2 separate regions of the Anas platyrhynchos genome follow, and region 1 is linked to region 2. A link is a contact called in public Hi-C data. All regions are on one chromosome and are shown on one strand. Each heading gives the region's core, a stretch centred on a gene start, on an enhancer-like site or on the middle of the called end of the contact. The rest is flanking DNA. Distances are from core to core; before and after follow the strand shown.

What was found. A called contact is a pair of places that touch in the nucleus more often than the background predicts.
Region 1: a contact with region 2 is called in a Hi-C map of F5 follicle, with 3 times the contacts expected there. The contact joins the promoter of BABAM2 here to the enhancer-like site in region 2. A contact is called at or near these places in 3 of 8 Hi-C or Micro-C datasets (F5 follicle, skeletal muscle and small yellow follicle).

Annotation. Positions count from the first base shown.
Region 1 is chr3:38,313,256-38,316,747 of IASCAAS_PekinDuck_T2T, forward strand. It overlaps BABAM2 (BRISC and BRCA1 A complex member 2), which reads left to right and starts at 1,255. Exons shown (of 12, transcript XM_038176415.2): 1 at 1,255-1,386. RBKS (ribokinase) reads right to left here and starts at 1,280. Exons shown (of 9, transcript XM_027454053.3): 1 at 1,028-1,280. The coding sequence starts at 1,080.
Region 2 is chr3:38,271,816-38,274,978 of IASCAAS_PekinDuck_T2T, forward strand. All of the region lies in intron 6 of RBKS (ribokinase), which reads right to left. Among named protein-coding and RNA genes, the nearest start is that of MRPL33, 31 kb to the left of the region's middle. Within about 2 kb of position 1,391, at least 4 of the 8 cell types and tissues checked have an H3K27ac peak or open chromatin away from gene starts, as enhancers often do. A contact at or near this core is called in F5 follicle and small yellow follicle, where this site is marked.

The sequences.
Region 1 (3,492 bases), core at 5-2,504, 41 kb after region 2:
ATTTTTAAAGTGTTTTTACAGTGCACGTCTATGACTGCATTGCACTTACTCCCAGCATAACCTTCTGATCATGTCTTCTACACTTTCTTGACCCACAGGCTTTGATTGTCTGCTGATTCACATTGAGGAATTGATTTATTTTTTTTTTTTTACTGCAGAATTCCCAGCAGAGCGAGCTGATGCAGCCCAGACACATACACTTTTAAATCCTATGTTAACCAAGTCTGCGTACGTAGTTTGAAACCAGATGTGTTTAATGTAGTGCAAATAAAGAACTGGTTTGCAAGTTTACTGGGGCTGACAAGGTCAGGCCGTTTAGGTTAGCATTTGCACCATTGCCAAGTCTCACAGTTCTGTTTGAATTCTTCCGATATTCAGTATTCGTTATGAAACCCAGGTTGCTCGAACCAAAACTTTATTTTTTACAAAGTTTCTAAACCTTACCTATGAGCTAAAAAAGAATAAGGAGGAGGCACTCGGGCCTCGTTGTCAGAGCAAAATGCCCAGAGGATGAATCAAAAGGCACGAGGACGTTCCTTGAAATAAATAAATAAATAAATAAATAAATAAATAAATAAATCAGTTCAGAAAGCAGAGGTGCTTGGTTTCCTGAGGGCTCACTTCTGTTTCTTGGTCTGAATGGCTACGAGCAGCTCGGCGGCCTTTTTTTCTCGCCGTCCCATGAAACGAAGCCTGTAAATAATCAACTTCTGGCCTGCCTTTTTTTTTTTTGTTTGCTTGTTTTGTTTGTTTGTTGTTTTTCACGGGAAGTTTGTTTTCCGACACGAAGCCTCCTTCCTCGCTTTCCTGGCGGCCTCAAACGCTTGGAGCCGAGCTGCCCCAGCCGAGCCCCTTCGTTTACCTCCACAAACCTTCGGCCTGGCGAGCTGGGCTGAGGGCCCGCCTCCTTCCTCCTGCCTCCCGCCTCCCTCCCGCCTCGCAGCCCCCCGGCCGCGCAGCACCGAGGCCGGGCGTCCCCTTCTCCCCCAACCCGATCCCGCGGCGCGTCCCTGCGGCGGGTACTGACCTGACGAGGTCGGTGACGCAGGATCCCACCACCACCACCACGGGGGCAGCCATGGGGCCGGGCCCTGCCCCTTGCCCCTTGCCCCTGTCCCCAAGGCCTCAGCAGGCCGCGCCGCGCTTCCCCCGTCACCATAGCAACGCCGGGGGGGCCTTCCCCCAGCGGGGCTGCCCTGCGCGAACGCCTGCTGGCGGCGGGCAAACCCCAGCCCGGCAGCGCGGCGGCGGCTCGGCGGCGAGGCCCCCTCCGGCCCGGTTGCGGGGGGCGGGTGGCGGTGGCGGCGGCGGGGGCGCGCACGCCTGGGCGGCGGGGCGGGCGCGGGGGCGCGCACGCCGGGCGCGGCCGTTGCTAAGGGGCCGTAGGTAATGGCGGGGCCGGGGGGGGGAGCGGGCGGCCCGCAGCGCCTCCGACGGCCCCCGGGGAAGCGAAGGGGGGTGGACCCGGCATCGGGCTCGTGTCCGTGTCGTGCCCCTCCGGGGGGTAAAAGCCCCCAGGGGGCGGTGGGGAGGCTGAGAGGGGCGCCCCCGGCCTGCTGTGAGGCGAGGCAGGGCAGGGCAGGCCGCAGGGCTTCACCCGCAGCGGGATGGGGCTGCCCCGTGCCGGGTTCTGGGAGGGGAGCAGCCTGGAGAGATTTAACTTATTTATTTATTTATTTAATGTTTTATTTTTATCTTTCTAGGTTTGTTTGGTGTCTACGCTCGCCCCCATAGCGCTGCAGGGGGGGTGGGGGTGGGGGGGAATGGTGTGCGTGGGGGCTGAGCCTTGCAGGAGTTGTGGAGTGGTGTGGTGGGGTGTAAAGCCCGCTGTTTGCTCAATAAACGCGTGAGGTGAACGCCGAGCGAGCCTGTGAGTGCTGGGTGTTAACGGGCTCCTTACATAGGAGATATTACAGATCTGGAGAAACGGTGCAATAAAGCCAGGTGACACTGGCAGCTTGTTTTGATGGTATCTGCAGGTTTTGTTAATGGGAAGATAAAGAACCTCATCCTGTAATTCATTCTGGAAGGTGTCTCTTTTCCCCACGTTTCTCTTCGTGTCATGGCCTTACCCTCATAACATCCACAGTTCCCTCAAAACGTGTCACATAAGCAGAACCACCCGTGAGACCTTTGTGCATAAAACGCTAGGAAGATAGCTTGTCTTTCAGCACGCTTTTCATGGCCTCCAAAACCTTCAGCAGTCCAGCTGGCCCCTCTGCCTGAAGTTACTCTCCCTACACTAGAGCTGATGGAACAAAACGTGCCCAGTTTTAGCCAGCCTTGCACAAAATCTAGCGTTTTAGTTTAAGCTCATTACCTGTTCGAGCTAAGCTGTTGGACTTTGCATTGAAATAGGTCAAGTCTGGACTTGTGTTCTCAGCTTCCCTAGGTAAGGATAAAGGTGAGTAGGCAGTCGTTTGGGGCAGAGGAATAACAACCATGAAGTAATGTCTTGAATTGCCATAGATGTTTGCCAGGCAAGCTTCAGTTTTTACCTATTGTCAGGGTAAATCATGTATGTGAAGAGAGCTAGTTGTACATTAGTACGTGGATGTTCACTCTTCAGCTTCTTTAGCTGCCATAAAATGTAAAATACAGCATATTAAAGGCAATTATTATTTTTAGGAAATTCTTGTTATTTTTGTGCTGAAAGAGCCTGGCCTTTGCTTTATTCAGAATTCCTCTTTGTTGAGCGTTCATTCATACTTCGGTGTGAATGGCTTTCATAAGAACAAAACACATAACTCAAATGTTTAATGTTGCTGCCAGTTAAAAGGAATGATCAGTTTGCAAAAAAATATCCACTAGTTACCAACTAATGCTTGTAAATGGAGCATTAGAAACAACAGAGAAGTATTGTGAGTACAGCACTCCATATGCAGTGTTATTTATGAATGCAGATGAGTAATTAAGAGGTTGTCAAATCATAGAATAGAATCACAGAATAGTTTGGGGTGGAAGAGACCTTAAAGGTCATCTAGTTCCAACTCCCTGCTATGGGCATGGGTGCCACCCACTAGTGGGTCATGTCTCTAATTTTGTAAGGAAGTAAATACAGTCTGGAGGGCTGTTTTTCAATTGAATGGGTTTAAAAAAAATCCATTAACAGTCAGAGTCTGAGTATCGGGTCTTCTGCCCAACTTCTCACTGTCATTGTGACATTACACTCAGTTGTTTGTGGTTATGGTTGTGTTTTTGTAAAACTGCAAAGTTCAGTTAATTTTCAGATGGACCTTTGTGCCCAAGAACTTGATCAAGTGTATTAAATTTGCATTTTGATAGGTTGCTTACCCTTTTCTTCTTCAACTTTGCCTGCCACAGTCTGTTGTAGTCCACAGTGTCTAGCCTTTTTGCATGGGACTGGATTAAATTATCAGCGTGCTCAGTGTCTGCATTTCATCTAAAAAGCAGCAGGTTCTTAAAGTGTGGTTAGTGGCCCAAGTGATTTAGCACAAGGCCATGCACTTGCAAGCGCCTCTGAAAAAGCTG
Region 2 (3,163 bases), core at 141-2,640:
ATATGGGAGATTTCATAGTTTCCAGAAACTGATAAAATAGGGTTTAGAACAAAGTTGGAATTCAAATTAAAATATACTGTGAATTACTAGCAACTTCTGTGTAATGAAGAAATAATAGCTTTCCTTTACTTAAAACAGAAAAGGCAAACACATGAAATGTTCTGGAATAGTTTAATTTTAAAGGACCTATTCTTGTTTTGACTAGTAGAGGTATCAATGATTATTTTCTTAATAAATACTGTCCCTATTATTAACCTCTCTATATTAGTTAGTAGTATTTTAAATGTCCTAAGCTGATACATTTTTATAAGCTTGATATTATCTGGCCCTTGTAGAAGTCAGTGCTGCCTACTGATTTTGGATATACTAACAAGAATTCCCATTATTAGTATTTCTTCCAGAAATTATTTAACCTCAACTAATAGACAATAGCACTTAAAAAGAAACAATAGGATCCTATTATTCTTTTGTATTATTTTTACGTATCTTGCAGCTTCATTTAACAAAATTTGCAATGAATTTATATTTAGATGTACTGCTTTCTACCATCAAAACACCGAAGTATTCTGTTAGCATTTAATTAAATCTTTGCTAGGGCTTTCTTATTTAGATCAGAAGTCAGATACCCATTTTACATTAGGAAGAAAACAGTTCCCAGTGTTGCATTCAAAATAGCTCGGCACACTAAATCATTTGCTGCAACCATTTAGGAGTTTTCCTTCTCCTGAAGGGCTCTTTCGTATTCTTTGAACGGAGAAGCAGCTGTTCTTCAAAACATTTAGGACCAAATTCAAATTGCTGACATGCAATATATTTTGGTTCCTAACCTGCAGGGCTATGTAATTGCACGCACACACTAAAAAAGAAAAACAACACATGAACTGTATTGACATTGTGGTTGTGCCTAGAGCCATACTACAGCAAGGAAGCACACAAATACATGGGAAAAAAAATGGTAAGTACTCTGAAGAGCTCGTCTTGTGCAGGGTTGTCTCTTTTTCAACATTTATAGATGACTGAGAAGAACAACCATTGGTTTTCACTTAGATGACATTGGATACATTTATTTTTCATTAGAAGAATTAAGGGAATGGAGAACTAGCACATTCCTGCACAAACCTCAGGGATTAGGCTGTGCTGCATCTGGGAATTAACAAACTAGTCTCAACAAGCTTGATCTTTCTGGGAAAAGATAAAACTGAACTACAGGCTAAGCAAAGAAAGAACTGATAACCTTGCAAGATTTGTTCTGAGTTTTTGTGTTCATGAACCACATAAAAAGAAAGCAGTGTCAGACATAAAAAAAAATATTATTGCAACAAGCAAGAGTGAAAAGAACAGCTTGTGAAGAGCCTCCTAGACAAACTAATGGTAGATAATTCACTGATAGTATAATTTTGTTTGCTTCTCTCTAGCACATAAATCCATAAGAACAAGCTGTGCTGTTATACCAGATACTGCATGGGATTTCATTAAATCCTAAAGCATTTAATGAAGAACAAAGTGTGATGCATTTGATACTTACATGTTTAGGACCTGAAATCCCATGATTGTCTGAAAGTATAGCTGGCATTTTTAAACTTTTATTCTGTGACAAAAGAATCGCAAATTAAAGCTGCTGACCTATGTGGAAGTAGACAACAGAAATTTCTGACTCAGTAATAATTCAGCTAATCACAAGGACTATCCCCTTTTACTCATCTTCAGCAACACAAACACTCCACACAGTCTATGAAATGTCTGAAGCTGAATGGCTAGCTTTCTGTTCTGCAGCTAACATAATCTTCTGTTACAAACATATCATTCACATGATATCCACAAAGTACAGGGCTTAATCATTTAAAGGTATTTCTTGATGAACAAGAAAGATAGGGGCATTTAGATAAAAATATGTGATAAATACCTGTAAATTTAAGCGCATAAGAAAGCCATACCAAGCAACAATAAGAATCTGTGTAAATTTAATCTTCTCTTAGCACGTATGTCTGTGTTATAAAGTAATGTTTTAAAAACAGCTGACCGGAATAGCTCTAAAGAATTCATCTTTAAACCTGAGAAAATTAAGAGCTATTTATAGGGCTTACTAAAGATGAAGTAGAAATAAGCTATTTGTTTTCTGATAGTACCTAAAAATACCAAATTAAAAAAGGGCATCCAAAAGGGGTAAGGCTCAAACATAACTAGGGCTTTGGCTAGAAGGAAGTTACTTGAGACTTAGAGAGGGACAATGGAACTGGAACCAATGATTGCAGGAGAGCAGCTGTAAGCAGTATATTTGATAAATTTGGCCACAGAGAATTGAAACCAAACCAAACCAAAAACAAATGCCAAATCTACAAAATAAGAAGGGCCACAGTAGGTCAGAGCAAAGGTCTATCTTATCCAGTTCCTCTTTTCTGACTGTGACTGCTACCAGATACTGAAGGAAAGAAGAAAAGAAAGGTATAACGATCTTTTCCCAGTACATGTTCTGGACCATTAAACTATTAGTTACTTCTTGATTTAAGAAGATGAAGGAAATGCAGATGTAATTGGCTGAATGGATAAAATGAATGTATTTTGAAAGAAAAATCAACATTTTTTTAAGATTTGTGGGATTAACTTATTGCTTTTAAATGCCATGTAGAGATGTGACTAGTAACCTTTATTTGGGTATGTAAACATTTATCTCTATATAAAACTTCTCAAGTGCATACATTACAGTGATTTGAAATTAAAGAAAGTCATGAAAGAAAACAGAAAACAGATGGCACATGAATATATAACAATTACTAAAAGAAAAAAATCAATCTTGTGACATAAGAAAAACAAATGCTTCATTTTTCCTCTTTTCTCAGCAAAAAGAAAGGAAAAATGGCAATAGTTCATCCCTGAACATCAATTCAATAATAAATCAGACATGGAGAGGATGAAGTCAGACATAATTGATTATTAAAAGTCATGGTAATGTAATTGATTTCATTGTAAAATCTGAAAAGGTTACTGTTAAAAGTAAAGGTAAATGTGCAATTATGTGCAATTCTGTGTTCTCAGAATATGTTGTAGAAGTCCCACAGCCGGTCTGTGCTCCTGTGATATGGCTGGCAAGAATTTCCATAGGTGTACCATTTCCATAAATTCAGAAGAGATAAGCCTCCTCAACAGTAGAGAGCATATTTCTGTA